Linked DNA regions of Gossypium raimondii: region 2 is linked to region 1. A link is a contact called in public Hi-C data. All regions are on one chromosome and are shown on one strand. Each heading gives the region's core, a stretch centred on a gene start, on an enhancer-like site or on the middle of the called end of the contact. The rest is flanking DNA. Distances are from core to core; before and after follow the strand shown.

Evidence for each region. A called contact is a pair of places that touch in the nucleus more often than the background predicts.
Region 2: a contact with region 1 is called in a Hi-C map of leaf, with 4 times the contacts expected there. The contact joins the promoter of LOC105772745 here to the promoter of LOC105774203 in region 1. A contact is called at or near these places in 2 of 2 Hi-C or Micro-C datasets (both in leaf).

The regions. Positions count from the first base shown.
Region 1 is chr6:54,193,260-54,195,959 of ASM2569854v1, forward strand. It overlaps LOC105774203 (putative ABC1 protein At2g40090), which reads right to left and starts at 1,433. Exons shown (of 12, transcript XM_012596602.2): 1 at 1,151-1,433; 2 at 719-873; 3 at 467-592; 4 at 208-303; 5 at 1-84. The coding sequence starts at 1,334.
Region 2 is chr6:54,339,688-54,342,387 of ASM2569854v1, forward strand. It overlaps LOC105772745 (LIM domain-containing protein WLIM2b), which reads left to right and starts at 1,290. Exons shown (of 6, transcript XM_012594169.2): 1 at 1,290-1,526; 2 at 2,045-2,279. The coding sequence starts at 2,145. TRNAR-CCU (transfer RNA arginine (anticodon CCU)) reads left to right here and starts at 38; the gene lies at 38-110.

The DNA.
Region 1 (2,700 bases), core at 183-2,682:
GAATAACCGATGTAGAGTGTTGACAAGGAATTCCACAGTGGCTTGGTCTGCAGCCGCAGTATCTGTCATGTGAGTGTGCTGAACCTGAATTTCAAGAAAAATGATACGGACATGGAAAATAAATCCTAATAATAACACCCAGAGGCCTAAATTTGTAGAAGTCAAATAAATAAAAATTCCTGAGGTAAAAGTAACAAAGAGTGAAACCTTCACAGCAACTTTTTGACCATCATGCGTACGAGCAATATGGACTTGCGCAAGAGAAGCACTTGCTATCGGTTTTGGATCAAATTCATCGAAAACCTGCATATGGAAAGCTAGTTTAAATGGACAAGTATACCCTCTACATGTGTAAAGAAACATCGATAGCATTTACTATATTGGAAAAGCAGTTATCCAACCTAAACAATCATTAAAAACAATTCAATTCTGCTTCTTAAAATTATGTTTTCAAAACAATACATACTTTATCAGGTGTCTCTCCAAGTTCCTTCTTGAAGACTTCACATACTTGATCATACGAAGAAACCGGACACTTATTCAACATCGACTCCCTCATTGTAAGAACATACTCCTGAGGAACTAGGTACTCCTACACAAATAAAAGAGCAAAATCTTTTCGAATCAAACCCATGACCGAATGGTATCTAATGAATCCAAAAACCAGATCAGCAAACTTCATATCGAAGACACAGAGTCGGCATTACTAAAAACATACCAATTGCCCAATATGTTGGCCAAGCTTGATATAAATTCCTCCATTTCTAAAACAAAGTTCTTGAAGCTTTCGTGCCGATCTTAAATGAACTTCATGTTTAATCTTAGCTCTCTCATTACTTCCTTCTGGCAGTCCCCATAATGAATACTGGTAATCTAATAGCATAATTCAAACGCGTCACCAAAATTTGAAATATATAAAAATATACCAGTACCCAAATTCTCAATTATTTGCTAAATTTCTATCTATGGCATTATAAAGAAAACAAAATGATCATCATCCCTTTAAATCTAACAAATTCAACTGATTTCTTTTTTTTTCAATGTAAGTTATATTTTTCATTCAAGATTGGAACTTTAAGCTTTTAGTTAACTATCTTAACAAAATGAAGATAGAAAATAAAATGTTACAATTTTCAAGATTTGGAGGTACCGAAGACGATAGAGGCAGCAGTTGCGGAGTCACGGAGAAGGCGGAGAGGGACGGCGGTGCAGAGCTTGAGAGCTGCGGCGGGGTCGTCAGAGGTGGCGACAGTAGCGGCTGCACCTCCCGTACAAAGGGCAGTGGCGGCAACCGCTAGCTTGGCGCGCGTACGCCAAAGGGATCGCGTTGCCATGGATTTTTTGGGATGGCCGCCCGCAAGACTAACGGGGACAAGCGAGCGAAAATAACTCTCCTATGTTTTACCGTCTTTCGGTTTTTTTGTTTTTTTGTTTTTTCCCCTTGTCTTGTCTTTATTTATTTATTTAAAAATTTGGGTTTGGGTTTAATTTGTTGGGGGAAATAGGCCAATAGCCCACAAAGTAATATCATTTTGTTGGGGGAAGATGGGTTTTCGTTTCCTTTAGTTGGTAGAGGTGTTTTGAAATATAGGGCTCGAGATAGTTCAAATAATGTAGTTTATTATTCTAAAATAATAAAATATAAAAATATTTTTACATTAAGGGTATATTTGTTTTAAAAAGAATTATCATAATTTTTTTTCAATATTTTCTGTGTGTTTGTTTCATTGAAATTAGCTTTCTAATAAATAAATAAATAAATTCATTTTCTTTAAATTAAATTATACTTTTGAAATGCGTAAACCATTTTTCGAAAAGGAACTCCTCATTCAACTAGAATGAAGGTTATTGTTGGGCTAAGCAATACGCAACATTTGGATTCAGATAAAGGATGACTTAAAGAGGCATTGGGCTATGAATGGGGGGTTGATAAGCTCATCAACGATACCAATTAGCTTGATGAGGTCGTTGTCGACTAAGACAATTCCTACCAACACTAGGTTAGGGACTAGCTCGTCAATAAAGATTGCACATGCTTGCGTGCAAGCTCGCTAATTTTAATTTCGGTGGTGGCTACTCAATGAGGGTTCCCTCGAGATAAATGGATACTCACCGTCAAGATAAAAAACAACAATTTGTTGGTTCTAAACTAAAGCATATACCACGAATCCGTGTCAAATTGACAATCTTGGATCAACTATTTAGTGATGACAAATTTGTGACACCAATGCCAGTGCCCAATCCACTGTGGACGTTCATGAACCCAATTCCAATTCGACTGACACTTCAAGTCACTATCTTAGACATTCTTTATGTCATTCTGCTCATTCATGATAAGTTGCCACATGTAAAATTGGCATAACACCCAATCACTATGTTGTTATTTGATGATGTGGAATCATATAATGACTTTGTAGGTTCTCTCCAATGAGTGCACCACCTCAACTACGACTCTCAAGTGCAAATAGCCTGAATGTCTTTGACCTAGTACAATGTCCACCAAAACTACAAATAATTATTTAAAGTTAACAAAACAATCAATGATGATAACAATCAATGTTAATATTTTTTATGTCATTGATGCAATAATTTCATCATATTTGATAAATTTCCGAAATGATCGAATTGATTATTCATGGAAATAAACAAATGTTATTCATTATCTCTATTATGTATTGTCTTTAATGGTTTTTGTAAGTA
Region 2 (2,700 bases), core at 40-2,539, 150 kb after region 1:
GTAGAATTATTATATAAATAGAACCTTGTATCAGGACGCGCTTGTAGCTCAGTGGATAGAGCGTCTGTTTCCTAAGCAGAAGGTCATAGGTTCGACCCCTATCTGGCGCGTTTGTTTCCATTTTGGGGTTTATTAATAAACAAATGTTTTAATCGGAACGATACAATTTATAAATAACTATAAAATGTTATTTCCGAAATTTTATTTATTGATAAAAATGTACTATCAACAACTTTTAAAGATTAAAATAAAGATATTTCTACTCCCTCCAGATTTCGTGGTAAAAATATTTATTGTTCCACGAGTTGCAAAATTATTAATGAGTTAACACCCATTGCACCCTTACCCAAACATCTTATTTACGTCGTGTGTGTTGACATATTTTGAACAAAAAGGAAAAGTAAGATGAAGAAGGCTGTATCTAGATTGTTTATGCATTTATTTATTTTATTGTTAAGTTTGATTGATTGATAGTGAGCTATTCAGGGGAGCATTTTTTTTTTTTTATATATGTTTCTTCTATTATGATGTTGACGCAATTTTGAGGAGTGTTACGAGCAATACCCACTGATTTTAATATTGTTCAGCCTCATAACTCGTTATATATGGAAATGGTAATTTTTGGTGACAAAATCTTTGGGCTATAATATTTGTTGATATTTTAGATGTGTGCAAACTCTTGTATGATACCCAAACTTGTTATATGAACTTATCATGAAAATTGGTTTGGATTGGATCAAGCAAATTGACTTCCTTAAGAGATTGGATTAGATCAGATATATTGGTAACATATCTCGAAGAATTATCTTTTATTTTAAACAAGCAACTCTCTTGTAGAGGTAAAAAGGTGTGAATAATTTTAGCACTTATTGTATTATTTAGAACTTGTTTTTTAGAATGCATTTTGTAAGTAATCAAATGAGTCATATGGTTTTTATCCTAAGTTTTCAAGTGATAGTGATCTAGAATTTAGGTTCGAAAGTGCTAATCTGGTAAGTGTTAGTGTTTATGATCACTTGTTGTACGTGATGTTGAAATAGTAAATTATCTCTCTGGGCAAAACCCCACGAATGTATTGATTATTTTATTCTTCACTAGTGTTTGAAGCAATTGTACTTCTGGTGGCACTGCTTTATTAATTTTGGACCTAATAATTTATAAAACAATAAGATTTTAATCATTATACAATGAATTGATGCTTATGCCTTCAATTCAATATTATAATAATAAATACATAAATAAAATAATAAATAAGGTTATCGTATCAAAAAATGGAATAAAATTCACTCTCTTTCGACATTCTCTCTCTTCCTCCTCCACCATCATCATATAATACACGTCTACAGCATCTGTTCGCTGCAAAAAGTACACAATCTCCCACTTCCTCTTTTACACTCCCTTCATTTTTGGTCTTTCAAACCCCATAAGCCCTTTTCACTCCTTTTTATACTCTCATTTTACGTTTATTTCTTCTTTCTTTCATAAATCCAGGCCTTCTTCTTCTTCTTCTTCTTCTTCTATCAAAGGTACATTCTTTTTAATTTCCCTTTCAACTTTCAATTTTAACCCATTTCTGTTTGCTTTATGTTACTATCTTTTCATCATTTCTTTCTCAAATTAGATCGACTCACTGGATTTTGCTTGGTTCATTTCTTTTCTTGTTAATTTTTAAGTCCCAGATCGGGGGTTTTGAGGATGCTAGGAAAATAAAATGAGAATGAACTCAAGTTTATCAAGTGTCTGAGGTTATATATATATATATATATATTGCGTTCTCTGCAAAAACTAATGTAAAGGTTTAGCCTCGTAGATTCGGGTGCATGTGTATCCGAATACCCATATCCGAATATGTATTGGACGTGATTTTGAGACATTGCTAAGAAATATGAAGCGTTAGCTAGGCAATAATGGCTTTATCGATTGCAATTTATGTTACCTTTAGACCAAAATTACTGAAGAATAAACTGATTTGAAGTTGTAAATTTGACATAATCTGATTCTGAATTGTGTTTTTGGTTGTTTGTTTCTTAACATCTTTGAGCAGTTAATATAGGCAAATATAAGAGAAGAAATCGAATTAAAGTTGATCCGTGGAACTAGATAAAGAACAGTACGATTTGTTTTGACCAAAGCACATTCGAGCCATGTCATTTATTGGTACCCAACAGAAATGCAAGGCTTGTGAGAAGACTGTTTATCCAGTTGAACTTTTGTCTGCAGATGGAGTTCCTTACCATAAATCTTGCTTCAAGTGCAGTCATTGCAAAGGGACACTAAAGGTTGCGTTTTATTAATCACTTTTGGTTGGTATGGATGAAAAAATAGTTTACAATGCTTGTTTTGTACATTGACCATGGGATATGATGCATCTATTGCCATTTATTGCATTTAGTAGCTTTTACTTATGTTACTCGGATTTGGGTATGAGCATATATCTCTATTATTACTTTCAATCATTTGTTGATATAGATGAAAAACTAGTGAACATGCTTGTTTTTGTACATTGACTAGGTTTAAAGCAAATGGAATATGCTGTATCTCTTGCCATTTATTGCATTTAATATTAGCTTTTAGTTATGCTGCCTCGGACTCGGGTGTGAGTATTAGATATAGGTATGTTTTTCTATATATTTGGAGGGTCATGTGTCCATAATCATCTCCAAATATGTTGATATGAGTACTTCAAAGATGTATTAAGGA